Regions from separate parts of the Hordeum vulgare genome. Here region 1 is linked to region 2. The links are chromatin contacts, called in public Hi-C maps. All regions are on one chromosome and are shown on one strand. The core of a region is the stretch at or near the end of the contact, and the rest is flanking DNA. Distances in the headings are between cores, read along the strand shown.

Region 1 (6,477 bases), core at 3,000-5,499, 580 kb before region 2:
TAGTCGTGCTTGCTTCGTGTCTAGGAGAGGAGTCCGCTCTGTCTTCTAGGTCTTGTTCAGGTGTCGCTATGTCTCATATTCTTGTTCCTTGAACTAATTTGGGTTGAGCTGGAAAGAGTCCTTGACAACTTCTCATCTAGTGAGCTTACGACGAACGTGGTTCCTCATGGCCGTCGTTGACGGGGTCTTCTATTCTCCATGTAATCCTGTCAATGTCTTCTTATCTTCCAAGCCGTCGAGAGTTGCAAGTGGACAATCCTTTATTCAATGACATTGACAAGGCATGATAGAGTTCTGGCCTATCGGTTATGTTGATGACAATATTGACACCAAGAGCGGGGGATGAAGAGAACTGTTTTCCTGCTCACTATAGTGAGGCGGACCAAATGGCGAGGTTCTCATTGACCCGCTGTGGTTGACACAACAACTATAAGGACGGGGTCGCTCTATTAGCGATGCATACCATGATCTTGCATATATTATGTCTTAATCATCATAGGCCAAGGTTGCATCACTCTGGGACAGTGTCGACGGTGCCCCATCTTCTAAGTCTTGATGTCCTCATTCCTCTAGAAGGTAGCTTGTGTTGGTGTCGTCATGTCATAAAGTCGCCAACCTTGCCTTACAAATATGTGGGTGATCGCTTGGCAAGGTCGCTTCCTTTAAAGTTACCCACAAGAATTTCAAGGAATCCAGAGATCAAGGGCATAAGTGTGCTAGTGATTGTTTGCATGTTTTGAAAAAGCAGATGAGGAGAGCCAAGAGAAAAAGGGTGGAAGTGCTAAGGCATGAATGTTCACTTCCTTTAAAAACTTTGACGAGGTGAGAAATATATAGTGTTTGTAAGTGGTTTCAAGGGTTTGGAAATATAGTTTGTCCTAACTAACATCCATGCTAACAAAGGGCTTCCTACAGTCAGGATGGATGTGATACCAGCTCTATGGGGACCCCGACTCATAACTCGTGATCACCAAATGTATGTCCACAATTATCCCAGAGATTAATGCTCACTAAACACACAAAAACTGAATAACAAGAGTCTTATATCCATTAAGTACCGTTTTACTCAAATATGGCCTTCGTGGGAAAGTCTTAAAATATTTGCAGCGGAAATTTTCAACGATAGCATGAACCCATGCCATCTGCCTTAACCCTACAAGCTTACTGGGAAGCGTCCTAGCTCGCACCTACGTCACGAACTTATTCTCCATCATATCATGTTCTTTCATGCATGGCCAATAAAATAACAAGTGACAAGCCAATGAGTAATTTGAATATACTTGCAAGCAACCCATGTTTGGAAAAAGGCAATAAAAATGCATGATATAGCACTAAGTTGGTAAGTTGTAGAAAGCTCATTTTGAGTGCAATGCCATGGCCGGTCAACTTCCAAAAGCACACATCAAGAAGTTGCAGATATCCATACAAATAAGGTACACATATGATCATAAGCAAGGGTTGAACATCTCATGTTCATTCATCATGTCAAGTCATCTAACTTAGCTCAAGTACCGTATTTTTCACACACACACCAAGTTTGGAAACCATGGACATATCCCAAGAGAGGTCATCCAACTGTGCTTGATCGTGGACATGGCTATTCAATTAGTTGTACAATCTACCAAGGTTTTTGCGTTGTACCCACAAGGCTCGGGGAACTTCCGTGTCATCTACGACTCGTGGTATATTACATACCCGAGATAAGTAACCGAACAATACCTTTCCCCTGGCAACACTAAACAAAGAGTCCACTCGTTGGTCCACATCCTCATGATGTACAACATACGAGACTCGCTCAAGATTGTACCATCCATGAGGGGACACAATGGTGTGCCCGGTGTGTGTAAAAACAGCCCATGATCGCCCTACTTTGCATGACCCTACATCGATAGAGTGATTCGGCTCTTCCCTCACAATTAATGAGGCTCTCCGCTAGCATCGACAAAGGTAATCAACAAGGCCCGGTCTCATATAGGGGTATCGTGGTCGCACACGTAAGTTTGGAGTTACGGTCGCAACTTAAACCAATCTGATGTCAAAAACAACACACTCACTTGCCTTGATACGATGCTTCTTTCTCGATTGGTTACCTAGATCAACACAATCTCTCTCGAGGATTAGTAGCACCCGACTGGGTTTTCGAAAAGTGTTTGAAATAATTTCCTTTTCGTCACCATGCATTTTTTCATCCCACTTGCGTAGAAATTGTTAGCATCCTAACCACTTCCCACCCGCACAACCCTCATAGGAAGGTAGGGTCATGCTGACTGCAAGTATCAACAAGGAGTTATCGGAGACAACCCACCAAGGTGGTCACCGATTGTGGCACCCTGGCTCAGAGAAACCAGAACCCCCGTATTCTAGCCCTCAGATTAGTGTGTGGAATACAACACTGCTTGGCATAGAACAAATCAACTCTTTATTACAAATGATACACATACAATGGTTCCAATATCACAACAGATTACATCGGCACGATGACACTATGCCCTCTCAGGTAGCTCTATGCTTGGAGCAGAACAACTCGAAGTAGCGGAATAACTTCTAGCAGCGGAACAACGATGACGCTGATGTACTCCACTCCGCAGGGACGCTGACTAGAATGCTTATCATAGCTCGCCAACTCGTCAAGCAATCAATCATGGTATGACCTGCAAACTGACATGACATGCTAGGTGAGTAGTTTGAATGTGCTCGCAAGCTCACATCAACCAAAGCAATCAAGACAAACAACAACATGGCATTTACGAGTTAAAGATCAATGATGAACATGATATCTCTAGAACAATACGAAATGAGCATGGCGTGAAGATAAGAACATGATGATACTAGAATGCCGCATGTTTAAACTATCATATTCCAACTTACTCTGATCGGGGTTACCTCGTAATCACCACATGTATCCAAAATATTAACCAACCTCGGTATCCATCATACCACTTTGATCCTCTCATGATCACATAAATATCAACCAACTTCTTTCTTCATCAAACCAGGGTTATTTATTAACTAGGTTATTATTCATAGTGTTACCGGGACCATATCTGCGGGAGCGTCTATCAATAGATTACACACACTATACACATGTTAGTACACTGTACCCACACCACACAACCCAAGGCCTTGTGCTCCCATTCGGGTGGACCAACATCGTTCTGACAAAACCAATCTATTGCATGACACTCTCCCGACCAGTAAGACAAATTCCCCTTTGGTCTAAGTCATGGGTGGCCCCGATGCTACTGTGGACATCCACCGGCCAGCGTCGTGGCGAAACAAATACGGTCCCTAATGGGGACATGATCTCAATACTAACACGAGCACACAAGGCTTATGGCTGCATACCTGATCGGGGTAACGCGCGCACATACCCTTCCCTAGTTGGAGTAACCAGCGAGAGGCATGACAATAGACCGCATTAAGGCCTTCCCATACAGGTAACTATGGGTGTACTGTGGATGCTGATGAACACGGCATAGCGACTATCATGCATATCATAGGTACTCGTGATGCTAATGCATTAGATGAATTCTACTATCACGAGCATGTAATAATAACAAGCATGACAGATGAGAATAACACTAGCAAGTACTCACATAACTAACAGGATGCATAAGAGCATAGCATGATGATAAGTATGGATCCATAAGCATAACCGAAACAGAAATAACAATTGTAACCGAGCAAAAAAATATTAAATATTCATGTGGAAACCATGGATACTTCAAGGCCATCCTGCAAGTGGCTGTCGTGCTTGCCTGAGGATGAAGGATTCACCATGAAGAAATGCGAGGGACTCGCGGAAAGATTCGTCGGGAACACTTCTCTCTTGGAGGGTCTAATCAATGACAAAGAAAAAATGGTCATTTCCAGTATGGGAAAATATATTGCAAATGATACCAACAGAACAGGCTTGACAATATCAAAACAAGGGCTTTGCAATCACCCGAATTAGAGTTACGGGTGCGAAGATACGGACGATCGAAGATCAATGACCAAACAAGCCCGTGGTTGAAAAACACAAAATGCCTTTAGGATAAGTACACTTTGAGAGAAGAAAAAATGCATTGTGCCCGAAGAAGACCTAGAAGTCGCTTTCGGTGGTGGAAGACGTATTTCAGGGAATACGTCTTCAGTTATCCACGTTAGCGACTCGGTCAACGCCTCGGCGACTAACTTGAGCGGCCCGCGAGGAGGTGGGGCTCGATGGTGGCGGTCTACTTCCTCCCGTCAACCGAACACGGGACAGAGGAGGGGCGAGGCCGCGTAGCTGCCGGCGCTGGCCCCGGAGGCTCCGGATACCTCCGGTGGAGCTAGGACCACCGGAGTGCTCGCCGTGAAGCTCCGCATCGGGGAGGCCCGACTAGAGTTGCGTGGGAGGGCCGAGGTTCTCATGGCACCGTCCATGGCGGGCGGCTGATTCGGGAGCCGCAGAGGCGAGTGGCCCGGTCGTAGGGACGGGAAGCTTGGGCACCTAGGAAACTTGCCTTGACTAGGGGAGAGCTACATGGAGGGTTGGAGAGAGAATGGTGCTCCAGCTCGCTAGAATTTGAGCCAAGGCCGAGGCGGCCATGACGACCATGGTAGGGGAATTGGAGCTCTTTGATCTTGTTGGAGGGGTCGGGGAGGACTAAGATTGAGTGGAGGGGCTACTGGTGAGGTTAGGAGACACGGGGGAGGCTATATATAGCCGGCCACCGAGGAGGGGCGAGGACGGTCATGGTGACGCATCTGTCGGCGCTCTGGCACGAACCGGTCACGCGGAGGGGAGGGGCAGCAAGTCTAGAGGCTCCACGGGGAGGAGAGAAGACCCAGGAGAGCTCGAGAAGGTACGGGGCAACGTGGGTAACACACCATGGCGGGGCCATAGAGATTCAGGTTAGGGGTGCGGCCATAGCACCGCGTAGTAGGTGACGTGAGAGGGGGCGAGGGGTCTAGAGTGAAGGCGACGACGAAGGGATGCTCCTAGACATAGGTAGGTGTCATGAACTTGCGAGCACACAGACGAAACAAAGGGGGTCCATCTATGAGATTGTGCGGATAGGCATGCCAGGCATGCAGTCACCATGTGAGCTCGACGATGACCCGTGCTTTTGATCGGCCAAACTATGTTTGGGCGATAGGTCATTCAACACTGAATGCCAAATAGCCAATGAACAAGCACAAGAACTATGGATATGATCACAACTTGCTCAAAGACAACCGAAAAGCAAAGTGTTTGTTGCTTGATGGGGGATATGCAACTGGGGATATATGCTGAACTTTTGCTGAGCTTGATAAACTACTAAGGTGACTCTTGGCCAAGTTTTAGCTCAGAAGGAGATGCCTAGCTGGTACTTCATTAACAATGTACCCTGCTGGTTAGAAACACGAAATAGGAAAACACACTCACATGCTTGATTGGATTGTGAAGGATTTGGGTATATGAACACACTACCCAAATTGCATACCAACTAGATACACCAAAATGGTATTTCCTTCAAAACGCATCTCTATGGACAAACAACTAAGAAAAATTCTAGGGAAAGATTGCCTCAGTGACGTGATCCCAATTTGGAGCAGGCGAGAGATATGGATAGAAGAAGGTCCTGGTAATTTTTTTAAAATAATGATGCAATATAAAATATAGTTGCTTCACAAACTGGAAAATGACCGGAAACTAATAGTTAATGCTGGGCTCACATGGATAAAGGAGAAATGCTCAAATTTGGAGGACAGCTATTATTTGAGCATATAAAGGCCGTGTCCAAATTTCAAATCATTTGGATCATCCTAGCTAGTACCTCCTTCACAAAGTTCCTTTCAAGACAATTTTTTTGGAAAATAGACAAGGAAAATCTACTAAGCAAATGAGGTTGAATTTTGGCATGATGCCCTAATATGGATAGGAAAGAGTCCACAAATTTTTTAGATCAAACAAGAATCTTGAAATGACACTTCCTTCACAAAGTGTCATTCAGTGCAGAATAGGAAAAGGAATATCCTTGAATTATTTCTGAACTAGACAAGGAAGGATTTTGACATATTTGAGGAAGATATGACCCAAACAATTTATGAAAATTATTTCGGAATTTTAAGAGAGACGGAAATATAGGTTGCTTCACAACCTAGAGCAAATAGAGTTATTCCTTTAATAGAAAAAGGAATGTTTCCAATAAAGTGAATATGGCTTAGAGATAAGATGGAAATGACATGGTCTTGGGAAGGATTTCAGAATGACAAGACACTTTGGAGACTAGGAAGAGATGATCTTCCCAAGTTTCTAGACCACACAACCACAGAAAAGCAATTTTAAATAAAATCTTAAAGAAATTCAAAATAAAAAGAAAGGGCAAAAATCAAGGGTGTCACAAACATTCCCCCCTTAAAGAAATCTCGTCCATGAGATTTGGTTGCTTAGGGAACTAGTATGAATATTCTAACTTCACTACTCGAATCGGAGATTTCGCCATCTGCTACTTCTTTGTCGTATGTTGG
Region 2 (6,422 bases), core at 2,097-4,596:
AGAATTGCATTTAGATCACAATCACAAACCATGCCATATCAACGACAGCATGTAAATCCCTTAAATACTGCCAAGTATGATGCTTGTCCTATCCTTGGTTCTCCATACATACCTATGAGCCGGCATCCATTTCAAGCCCTCGTCCAGCTTATGCATCAATAAAATTATTCATTTTGAAGCGCAGAGACACGTTTGCCTCCTTTTTCCACATCATTAAAAGTCCTTCGTTGCGGCATCACTCGTAATCACCTCCTTATATCCTTTTTAACTTTGCGGCAAATACACTCCGTCAGCCACTCGTTAAGGTGAGTTCCCGACATAAACACTATGTCTCGGTCATTCCTCTTCAACACATTAAGCAAAGACCAGACCGTCGCAACCCCAAAGAGGCAACGCCAGTTGTAGCAGGATTCTCATTGCTTTTGCTTAGCCTCGATATGTGAGGCCGCCGATATCATTTCATTTTTCGATTCGTCTCCCACCTGTTTAGATGAAGAATATTCATAGTTCTCCCGTGTCATTGGCTTATTTTTATTGTTATCTTTCTGTGGAGTAATTGCACCACCTTTTCCCGCAGAAACTACTTTAAGGGGAGGTTCAAATTTAACTACATATTCACCAACGCCCCACCCACTTCAAGTGTTTATGTGGTTGGGGGTACTGTTGTTTTGTCATTGGGTTGCCTTTTGCAGAACAGTCAATTTACTGCATATATCTTAGCACCACTGATGTACCATCACTCAGTGTGTTCCCATCCTTTCGAGAGCCATCCAGATCAGATGGGTTCTTCACATGATCATAATTCCATCGACAAGCTCTTTCACCAAATCTTCCATCCATGCCTCTGCCTGATCGTCCACCCCCTCTCATGTTCCTATACCCACGACCAGCACCCGATGAACGACCAATACTAGCACCACAACAACCGCCTCACCCCCTTCTGGAAGAAAGAATGAAGGGACCTCATTCAAATTTGATTCATCATGTTCTCCCATACCACACTCCTGAGGCCAATGTCCCATCTTCCCATAGGCATGAAAAAGCACCCAAAGCTTCTCAAATTTAACTTGGTAGTATGCAATCTCACCCTTTACTGTGAACCCAAAAAACATGCCAGTTTATTGTTCACATCAAAATTTACTCTAATTCGAAGGAACTCCCATACGAATCCATAATATGAACTTCTTGCACTTATCCTATACGTTTCGCCAAGTTTTCCAGTAAGGGTTTGTTCTTCAAGACTCCATTGGGGAGTTTATGGATCGAGCACCATGTCTCAAGTCTTTCCAAATTGACCTTCCCATGGTTTGGAAACCCATCATATTCAGCCAACATAGAGCACGACCTTTGAAATACCATGGTCCTTGATACATGGCATTCTTCCGATCTAGCGGGTAGCAAAATTGTATTGCAAAGAGGTTTGAATTTATCCTCCTCCACACTACCTCTTGAGCGGGTTCCATGCCGCACGCATGTCACAATTAGCGCACTCTAACTAAAACTTTTCTTTGTCGAAAGTTTTGCTAGGGCTAGCTGCTTTACTGTTCTGTCGCATGAAACTCATCTTCTCATATCGGTTCATCAATCTTTTCATCATGTAAGTGCAATCCCTCCATAAGCTTGCTTGAATCTTCCTCTACTAGGCCCTTCGACCCCGATCCTTCCACAAAGTTTGACATCCCACTCAAAATCTTGGTATGTCTCTCAGAAAACCTCCAATCAACAACCTGAGATACCACATAGGTCTTGGGGAACCCTAACGATGCAGGGAGGGCGGTTGTAGATCAAAGGGAAGTCCAACAGTCATCCTTGTTGACAAGGGGCTCACGACAACCACCGCCGAGAGGACTGGAAAACCCTAGGGGATCTCAACATCTATTGGTTCTTAACCATCAATACGATACATCATTATGCCCCTTTTATCAGCTTCGGTCGCCTCCTTCCCCGGCTCCCCACAAGACGATCTCCATCTTCACCAGGCACGAGCAGCCACGAGTGGCTCTATCCCACTACCGAGAACACCGCCTACCTCGTCCTTAACCTCGCATTCGTCCTCATGCCGGGTCGACCAACAACTCCCTACACGGCCGTCCACCCAGATCAGCGCCGCCTTCTAGGCCTCAAACTACCAAAGGAGTACCACAACGCGCTCTGCATCGAGCACCTCATCGGCTTCCACCCCCGTCACAGATGAACCCTCTCGACAGCGCAACAACCGAGACAATGAAGAGCCGGTCGAATACATCACCAAGCACAGACCCCAAAGATTGACCTATCAGACCCCGCCGCCACCGCCACCGACCCCTTTGCCTCCATGAAGACCGACAAGCCTCCTCACACAACCAACAACAACGTTGTCCTCGACAAGGCGCTCAACTACCTTAGCCAACCGTGCACTGTCATAGCCTCACGATAAAGTACATCGACACAGGGCTTCTATCAAGATTGCTTTTATGCTTGTGATGTTGCGCATACCCTATGCATTATTTTTTTGAAAAGAAGGAAACCCCTGGCACAGAAGACCTTATAAAATAATACAACACTAAGACTGAAGCCACCGTCTAGGCAACATGTGTCGCTACTCCTATCCAGTTGATGAAGGGATGTTGATAGTGTGGGCCTAATACCAAACAAATCGCGCAACCAAACCTAACATCTAAGACCTAAGGGCCCAACCAAGCCACCTGCCGGGTATGGGGCACCCACCGCTCCGGGGGCACGCTCAGAGGACATTGCCGCCACCTGCCACCAATCCATCTTCAGAGCAGTACTGATGCATCTACCTTATCCAGTCTAGCTGTCATTGACGACACCACGACGCCAGGCAACGTCTGCGCAAGTCCATCATTGCACATAAGACGCCTGATCTCCAGGGAGCCATGCCATCAAGATCCATCGACATTAATATGTATGATGAAGCACCGTTCCACCAAAGATCTCATCCACTAGTCCGTCGAGCCGGTGTACACCTCCAAGAATGACAGCCCAAGGGGGAAACGACGCAAGTGCGCCGTCGTCTTCTAATCTATCGATCAAGGATTCTCCCCGAAGGTAGCAGATAATGGTCTATAACTTCTCCACGGCGATGCCTTCAAGAAGGAAACGACAGCGTACAACGTCGCAGTCGTCGGCCTGGGCATCTAGCCAAGAGCAGGTTTTCACCCAGATCTGTTCAAAGAACTCCATCCAGATATGTTCGAAGAACTCCATCCAGCTTTTTGTGCACGGATCGCGGCCTTCTCTGCCGAAAAACCAACAAGATCCAACTGTCACCGCCTGACAGGCCGCAGCACCACCACGATGCCAAAGCAGCCAGCTTTGCCAGGCCCCACGCCAGCCTGCCGCATACCAGACTCGTCGGCCCACCAAAGCCCATCTAGGCTCAATGAGATCCGAGATTCCGGCCGCCACTACAAGGACGTCTCCCCACAGGAAGGTCGCGCCACCGTTGTCGCTGCCGCCATTTCTGCAGTCGAGATCCCGTAGCACCACGCCACCTGCTACCAGGTCACCGAACTCCATGTCATCGCCGCCATGAGAGGAACAACCTCACAAGGGAAGAAGACCCCGCAGCCGCCATCACAACCCGAGCTTCACCAGCTTGAACTCGGGCTGCTGTCGAAGGGAGAGATCAGGGCGAGGTGGGTTTCCCCCATGCCACCTAGGGTTGGCGACGGGGGCACTGGGTTCCTTTCACTTAATTAATTCTTGAAGAAGAGCCGATATGGATTAATGTTACACTTCAGAAACCAAACAGTTTTTAGTTTTTTGTACCGTTTACAGTAACACCGTCATTTGTTTGCATTTACGTTTGCGTTTCATTTTTTGACACAAACACGTCCTTAATACAGAGACAAAACCTAGGGATCAACATTCTATACTGTGCCACCAAAGCGAGCCGTTGCATTCCATATCAAAGCAAGGACCTTCTTTATCTCATGGAAGCTATTCCAAACGGTTACGTCAAACTTCAGCTCCACCTGCTATCAGTATAGGGGGTGGGAACATTTCGACGGCTTTCTGCAAAATCTCGAATTACCCGTTTAAGGGTTCTTCCACCTTTTCCTTGCATGTAACCAGGATGGTTTCTGTAATTGTCACCAGTCCTGTTGTGAAGATAGTCCGAGGCAGCATCCTGAAGCACCTTGAGCCATAACGAAATTATCATCTCGGCTTCCCCTTGCCTTAGGTATTCCGAGGACAAAGAACTCACCTGAACAAGATTTAAAACATTCAGCTAAATGGAAGAGATATACAAAAGTAAGCTTCAGCAGCAAATATACAAGTAAGAAGTATTACTACAACACATTTAGCCTCTATACAACACAAGAACTCAGGAAGGTAGCAAAAAATCTTCAGTGCCAGGTTGCAGCATGCGACTAGACTAACATGACCATATTTTACAACTACATCCACAGATTCTCCTTGCATCAAATGTCAAGTATTGAACACCCTTAGGGCTTGTTTGGTTAATCTCTCCCACAAGGGGATTGGAGAGGATTGGAGGGATTGAGGTGGATTTTAACTTGTAGGGGATTTAATCCCTTTCAATCCCCTCCAAACCCCATCAAATTTCAAGGAACCAAACAAGCCCTTAGTTAGGTTTAAACAGTAAACACTAGAAGCAGTCACAAAAAAATAGTCTGCACGAAATAGGGCTGCTAAACCTTTCGAATCTGGAAGAGACAAACGGTAAGCGGATGGCCCAGATTACAGCATATGATATTTTCAAAGTTATGGAACTAAAAACGAAGATGAGAAAAGCATCAAGGCATGCCTAGCATAATTACAGCAAAGCAGTGATCATAAAAATCGTACCGTTGTGTGCAGCCACCCACAAAGGGAATCCCAACAAAGTATCCCCTTCCACATTGTTCTCTCGCAGAGGCTACACAATGCCGCCAACTGCTGCAGCATTGTTGCAGATTTATGTACCTGTTGGAAGAAAAAAAAACAATATTCTGAAACATTTCTATGATCACCTAATTTATCTCTGGTTAGAGTAAACTTAAGAAATACTCCCTCCGTCCCAAAATAAGTGTCTCAACTTTGTACTAGCTCTAGTACAAAGTTGTACTAAGCTTGAGACAGTTATTTTGGGACGGAGGGAGTATGTAGTATGTAGAACAACAATCAAATCATAAGTATGTCTGTAGTACTAAAACGGAAGAACAGAAGCAAGTTACTATAAGTAGCATCATCAATATGCTAAGGAATTAATAGTCGACTTAGTAACAATATGGGCATCAGCATGTTAGCTTATGCCACAGGAAAATGCAGACAAGCTCCAGATTCCAGAATTTATTGAAAGGCTTTGAGGTGCGAGCATAACACCATGGCCAGTTTTGACACCTCACATAACAAAATGGTTATAGCAAAAACTGAATGAGGACCAATAGTGCCAAAAAACAACTCGAAAAAGTATTTCAAAATCTACCTACCCTTGACAAGGCTGATACACCAAGTAGAGCATAAAATACGTTAGACATAAGACCTTCACCACAGCGTGCTAAAATTTGAACCAGCACCACACCACGTGATTCATCAGAGGGGCATTCTGGAGATTCCAGCACATCAGTAAGGCTAGCATCAAAAAAACCTGCAGGTGCATATTTCCAAATATTACTTTCAAGTGATCGGATTAGCAAAAATGAAAATGTTACCCCATGTTAAGCGCAATAGCATGTCATAAGAACTTCATCAGTCAATGATCCTCACTGAACACGAATAATCCAGCAAGTACAACAAGATTTTTGAAGTTCACACACACAAAAAAAACTACAACATACTTTCCAAGCTCCAAGTGATATACCAACTTGCTTCGTAAAAATCCTGTGCATAGTTGAAAGTACTACGAATAATTTACTAAATGTGATGAAATGATGCCCTACTGTTGCTATACAAATTGGCTTTGCTATCCAGAAGACAAGAGGATAGAAACTAGACAGAAGTACATTTGTGCACTTGAAGTAAAAACACTAACTTGACACAACTATGCTTCTATCAGCAGTCTGTCCCTTGCACTACTTCATTGGTCACAATTCCAAAAACACTCTGTCCCTACTTGTCTCTTGTACTTGTACATTCGCAGTAAATACACCAACTTGTAAAGCTTATTCTTCCCCACGCACTAGTTTATTGTGCGCAAAGCATCAACCGTCCCTCATTCTGTGTATCTCTCACTTCTTTCGGATGCAACCGGCAAGTTTACTCATCGTACACCTATCTAACGAATTATGGGAGTAATACGAACATTCAACTGATATATAGTAGAAGGCCATATACAAGAAGTAGTCAAGTGGGACTCACACGATATATATGAAATTGCTGCAAGTGCTGCTCCTCGGTGCATTGCTGTAGAGCATATAGCTGCCTTTTGAAATGACAGCTCAAGCAGCGAGCGAGATGCGACAATAGCTTCC

What was found. A called contact is a pair of places that touch in the nucleus more often than the background predicts.
Region 1: a contact with region 2 is called in a Hi-C map of leaf, with 4 times the contacts expected there. The contact joins two enhancer-like sites. A contact is called at or near these places in 2 of 6 Hi-C or Micro-C datasets (leaf and seedling).

The regions. Positions count from the first base shown.
Region 1 is chr4H:267,906,728-267,913,204 of MorexV3_pseudomolecules_assembly, reverse strand. No RefSeq gene overlaps it. Among protein-coding and RNA genes, the nearest start is that of LOC123448505, 470 kb to the left of the region's middle. Within about 2 kb of position 4,249, at least 3 of the 3 cell types and tissues checked have open chromatin away from gene starts, as enhancers often do. A contact at or near this core is called in leaf, where this site is marked.
Region 2 is chr4H:267,326,620-267,333,041 of MorexV3_pseudomolecules_assembly, reverse strand. LOC123448504 (transportin MOS14) reads right to left here. Exons shown (of 21, transcript XM_045125415.1): 18 at 6,310-6,421; 19 at 5,442-5,599; 20 at 4,819-4,935; 21 at 3,726-4,213. The coding sequence ends at 3,971. Among protein-coding and RNA genes, the nearest start is that of LOC123448504, 62 kb to the right of the region's middle. Within about 2 kb of position 3,346, at least 1 of the 3 cell types and tissues checked has open chromatin away from gene starts, as enhancers often do. A contact at or near this core is called in leaf, where this site is marked.